Linked DNA regions of Macaca mulatta: region 1 is linked to region 2. Evidence: chromatin contacts called from public Hi-C data. All regions are on one chromosome and are shown on one strand. Each heading gives the region's core, a stretch centred on a gene start, on an enhancer-like site or on the middle of the called end of the contact. The rest is flanking DNA. Distances are from core to core; before and after follow the strand shown. Region 1 holds the start of YWHAQ (tyrosine 3-monooxygenase/tryptophan 5-monooxygenase activation protein theta). Region 2 holds the start of GRHL1 (grainyhead like transcription factor 1).

Region 1 (2,700 bases), core at 65-2,564, 330 kb after region 2:
ATGGGAAATTCTTTCTTGCCTGTGGCATTCTTGGGCCTTCTATGATCCATTCTCCCTAGACCTGCTGGAATCGGGATCATAGCAGCGTGAACCCAGAGGGCAATTCGCATCTTAAGATGGCACAAAGGCCACTCGCCAGACGGGCAGGACAGCCACCCTACCTGGATGGAGTTAGGGGACTGGAGTGCCAAGAGAGACAGGAGTGGTTTAAAAGGAAAGGGAGCTGCCAGGGATTACCCTGAATGGGAGGGGCCTGGGGAAATCTTTCTCACTTCAGCAGGGTGTTCCCCAGGAGGAGAAAATCAGAAATCGACATCCAGGGAGAGGATTTCGGCTTTTCAAGTGTGCTCTTACAAATAATACCAGAAACAAAAAGCGTGTGCGCATGTGACAATGATGTGAAAAATTATGGATTTAGATGCATAACCTGGAAAGCCTGAAAGAAACATAAAAATTGCTTTTTTGCGGGGAGCGATGTTATGGGCAGGGTTTTTGTGGGGGGGTGGGAAGGGGTGGTTCTAGGTGTTTTCCTGCAGATTGTGCTGAATGTCATTTCCCATTTTAAAGAAAACCACAATACTTGGCATTGTCACAGAGACTCGCCTGGATCTTCTGGGACCTACCTTTTCACAAGGGAAGTTTTTGTTTTAGGGTGCCCATCTGAAAACCTGAATTTATCACGTACGTGCCATACTGAAGCCACTGTCTCCAGGAATCAATTATTCTTTAATAGGGATGCGGTTTGCTTAATTCCCAGCCCTAATGGCAACGTGATTAAGGTCTGGGTTTAGTATCTTGGGATCCAAACCTTTGTCACAGATCGGAAGGTGGAGGAAAGAAAGGCCCCTGTGCTCCCAAACAGCTGAATATGTCACCCTCCAGTTCAGACTCGGCCAGAGACCTTGAGATGCAATGCACCATCCGCACCGGGAGACGTGGTCGCCGCTTCGGAGGTCGTGCGCGCCTCTGGGTCTCGTGCCGCACCCAGAAGTGCCGGGGTGGCGGGGAGGCTGAGGGGAGTTGGTAACGGCATCGCCATGGCAACAGTGACGTCCTTTTACCCTGGATCTAATTGGAGGAAACCCCGTGGCCGAAGCTGCAGCCTGCCGGCCAACCGAACTTCCCCGCGCCGACCCACCCTCCTAGCCTCCGCGTTCCCTCCCGCTCCGCCCCCCTCGCCCCCTTCCGCGCGCTCAGTCCTCATTGGCCAGCGGCGCGTCGGGGGGCGGGACTCTCGGGCCAAGCTCGGCGCATCATTGGGCGGCGGACCGCCCCTCGGCTCCGGGGTAGGCTGAGACGGGAGGGTCCTCAGCTAAAGCCAAAAGCAGATCAAAGTGGTGGGACTCGCGTCGCGACCGCGGAGACGTGAAGGTGAGCACCTGGGTCGGCCCGCGGGCATCCAACGGCCGCTCTGGGCTTGAGGGCCGGGCGGAGGTGCCGCCCTCGCGAGCAGCCGGCTGTCGATTCCGCTCCCCTCAGGGACGGCTCCGGGCGGGAAGGTGCGGGGCCAACGGTCGCTTCCATCTTGAGCCGGCCGGGCGGGGGTGGCGGGAGCGGTCGCGGCTCGGGCTCTGTGCGCGCGGGGCCTTCGCGCCGCCCCCGCCTCCTCCCGTCGCGGGCCGCGGCCTCCCCGGGCGCCCGGCGGGGGCGGGGGCGGGGGAGAGGGAAATTCAAGCGGCCGCATGTGCGAGAGACAAAAGCGGGCGGCGGGCCGCATTGTCTGACGGCGCTCCCTCCCTGCTTTTTGTTCTCGCCTCGCCGCCCCGCCCCTCCGCAGCTCTCGAGGCTCCTCCCGCTCCGGGTCGGCGCTCTCCCTCGCTCTCCTCGCCCTCCGCCCCGGCCCCGGCCCCGCGCCCGCCATGGAGAAGACTGAGCTGATCCAGAAGGCCAAGCTGGCCGAGCAGGCCGAACGCTACGACGACATGGCCACCTGCATGAAGGCAGTGACCGAGCAGGGCGCCGAGCTGTCCAACGAGGAGCGCAATCTGCTCTCCGTGGCCTACAAGAACGTGGTCGGGGGCCGCAGGTCCGCCTGGAGGGTCATCTCGAGCATCGAGCAGAAGACCGACACCTCCGACAAGAAGTTGCAGCTGATTAAGGACTATCGGGAGAAAGTGGAGTCCGAGCTGAGATCCATCTGCACCACGGTCCTGGTGAGTCCTCGGCGCGGGGAGCAGGGGAGGCCTTTTGTGCGATACTTTTCATTGAGAGTTTCGCGGGCACGGAAAGAAAGGTGAGCCGGGGCTTACCGGACTCTGCCGAGGTGGAGGGTTTCAGGTGAGCCCTGGCTTCCCTTCTGTGTGTCTCCGGTTCTAGAGACTCAAGAGGCTGCTTTTCCAAGGATAAGTTCTTTTTTTTTTTTTTTTCTTTCCCCCAGATGTTGGGTAGCTACCAAACGATGGAACTTGGAAACATCCAAGTAGGTCTCTGCGAGACTGAAAGGCGTTTTCAAGTTTCTTGTGCGGGGAGATCTGTGAGCTCTCTAATGGCTTCAGGCAGTTGAAAGAAGGCGCAGGCACCTTTTTGTTACAGACAATGTAGTAGGGATTTTTTCCCAAACCCAGTAATGGAAACTTACTTCGAAAATCTGAACAGATACTTTATTTTTCAAGCAAGAGTATCTGTTGCGCTCCCCTCCACCCCCTATAAACAGGAGAGGAGGGGAGTTCGGTAAATGTGAAAAGGGCACAGCTCTATCTG
Region 2 (2,700 bases), core at 183-2,682:
ACTGGGGCGGGGAGGCCCGGGGGCGTTGGCGGCGCCCCGACCTCGCGCCGCACCTGACCGCGCCAGGGACCCCGAGCCCAAGGTGCGCGCCCGAGTGGGCCCCACCTGGCCGGGGAGGAGGCGAGGAGGGCGGCCCCTCCGGTGTCGAGTTTCCCCGAGGACGGGGTCTCTCCTCCCGACGCTCCGACCGAACAAAGAGCCGGGCAGGGCTAAGGGGCAGAGGCCGTGGCGGCGTGGAGTGGACAGCGGCCCCCGGCCCCCGGCCCGTGCCTGGCGCCCGCCCGCCCGCGAGGCCTCGGGTCTGCGCCCGGCTCGCTCGCTGCAGGTGCGGCCCCTCAGCGCGGCCCCCCCGCGGCGGCCGGACTCCCGCGCCTCACTCACTTGTCGTACTCCTGTGTCATCGCGCCCGCTCGCCGCTGCCGGGCCGCAGAACTGGACTTTCGGGTTGGGACAGTACACCCGATCCGGGGGGAGGAGGCGGCGGTGGCTGCGGGTCCGGAGCGGCGGCCCCGACGGGTTGGGTTCGCTTTTCTCGCTCTGAGCCGGCTCCGCGCGGGCTGCGCGCACTGGGCGCCGGGCTCGGCCGCTCATTGGCTGGCGATGCGCCGGCTGGGGGTGGGGCCTCGGGGCTGGGAGGCCGGCCGAGCCTCCTGATTGGTCAGAGAGGGGGCGCTGGGGCGGGGCTGACGGGGTCGAGCGGCGCGGGCTGGGGGCAAGTGCCGCGCGTTCCGCGAGGTTGCGCCCGGGACTGCGCGCCCGGCTCGCGGTCTTACGCGCCTGCCCTGACTGGAGAGGGAGCGCGGCGGCTGTGGCGCGCACCCGCCGACCTCCGCGCGCACCTAGAGCGCTCCCGCTCGCGCCGGGCCGCCGCCCCCGGCGTCCCCGGCCATCCCCTCCGCGACGAGCCTGGGCCGTGGAGCCGACTCCTTCTTCGCTCACTCAGGCCTCCGCACCCCGTGCCCACGTTGCCCGCTGTTCCAGCCCCAGCGCCCCGCGCTGCCACTGCGCTCGCCCGGCCGAGGCGCCTCTGCCGGTCTCCGCGCTCCCCGGTCGCGCGTCTCACCTCTCGGTTCTCGCAGGCTGTCACACCCGGGTCCCGTGACTTCCCCCGAGAGCCATCTCCGGAATGTCCCTTCTCCTGGCCCACCGCGGCCGCGCGCTTTTAGCATTTCTTGCCCTCGCGGCTCCCGCGGTCCCCTCGGCGGCAGGCCCTGGGGCTCCGCGATGTCTCCGCCCCGCAGCCTCCCGGGCGCCACTTCCCCGCGCGGCCGCCCCACGCTGCCCGTACAGCCGCGCGCCCCGGGCCGGCCCCGGGTACCACTCCACTGCGACAGCCCCCACTTGTCCTTCCCGAGCTGCCGTCTTTCCCAGGGTCTGCCCACTGAGTCCCCACATGCCCAGCGTCGGACCTGACACTAGTGCAGGCGCGGCCCCAGACGCCGGAGACAGGGCAGTCAATAGAACAGACACAACTCCTCGCCTTCCTAGTTGGGGTAACGGGCAATGCAAAAATAAGTAAATGGTGTGGCTGGTTGAAAGGTAAAGCAGGCAGGCCCTGGGGAGGCGGGGAGGAGCCAGGCTTGAAGGAGATGAGGGGCCACGAAGGTGGGACTGTGCCTGAGGCAGGGACCCTGGTGTGTTCAGTGACCCGTGAAGGGACCCAGGTGGCTGGAGGGACACAGGGAGCCGGGAGCTGCGGTCAGAGATAGTGGTCGCAGGGGAGCGGATTGAGCAGGGCCTTGCCGGCTTCCGTAAGGACTGTGGCTTTTCTCTGGGCGAGGTGGGGACGCATTGGAGGGGCTTGGAGCGGGGAAGTGACAGGATCTCACATTTTAAAATAGTTCTTTGCTGCTGCGTGGTGGGGACCAGGTAGGAGGCCACTGCCATGATAGAGTGAGGTGGTGGGAAGTGGCCGAATTCTGGATATGCTTTGAAGGTGGGACCAACAGGATTGTCTGAAAATTGGATATGGGGTGTGAGAGGAGGAGGGAATCGAGGATGATTACAGGGTTTCCAGCTGGGCAACTGGAGGAATGATTTGCCATCCCCTGGGATACGGAAGACCTAGGGCATAGAAGATTTGGGGAAGAACAAGAGTCCATTTTGGACGTGCTAAGCTCAAGATGTATGGGAGATCCAAATCCATGTATCAGGTGGGCTCCTGAGTACGAGGCTGGAGTGCAGGGGAGAAGTCTGGGCTGAAGCTCACGTCTGGGCGCCGCCCACATCTAGAGGCCATTTAAAGCCATGAAAGGCAGGGAGGAAAGAGGATGGGACCCATGCTGGATCCAGGAGCCTCCGACACAGAAAGGCTGGGAAGAAGAGCCAGTGGAGGAGACAGAAGACAGGGACACCGAGGTCAGAAGCAATGGAAGCATGGAAGCCAAGGGAAGGAGGTGAGGTGAGGAGCAGCATGAGGTCATAGGGCCCTCCTGCAGCCAGCAGCCCCCTCCTCTGTGCCCTGGTCCTAGGCCTTCAGGGACCCGAATGGGCAGCCTCATTTGAGGCCACCCTTCGCAGTTTCTGTCCTCTGACCCTGGTCCCAGCACTGGATCCATGCAGCCTGTTGTTTGCTCTTATCACTAGTTTCCTGTTTAAATCAATTATCTTCTTCTTCTCCTCCTCCTCCTCCTCCTTTCTTCTTCTCCTTCTCCTTCTCCTCCTTCTCCTTCTCTTTCTCCTTCTCCTTCTTCTTCCTTC

The links. Hi-C and Micro-C count contacts between places; a contact is called where the count stands out from the background.
Region 1: a Hi-C map of fetal cortex germinal zone shows a contact between it and region 2, with 2.2 times the contacts expected there. The contact joins the promoter of YWHAQ here to the promoter of GRHL1 in region 2. A contact is called at or near these places in 2 of 14 Hi-C or Micro-C datasets (fetal cortex germinal zone and liver).

The regions. Positions count from the first base shown.
Region 1 is chr13:115,189,081-115,191,780 of T2T-MMU8v2.0, forward strand. It overlaps YWHAQ (tyrosine 3-monooxygenase/tryptophan 5-monooxygenase activation protein theta), which reads left to right and starts at 1,315. Exons shown (of 6, transcript XM_077960165.1): 1 at 1,315-1,371; 2 at 1,778-2,153. The coding sequence starts at 1,860.
Region 2 is chr13:114,861,830-114,864,529 of T2T-MMU8v2.0, forward strand. GRHL1 (grainyhead like transcription factor 1) reads right to left here and starts at 1,433. Exons shown (of 16, transcript XM_077960149.1): 1 at 382-1,433. The coding sequence starts at 401. It overlaps LOC144333917 (a long non-coding RNA gene), which reads left to right and starts at 1,548. Exons shown (of 2, transcript XR_013403065.1): 1 at 1,548-2,396.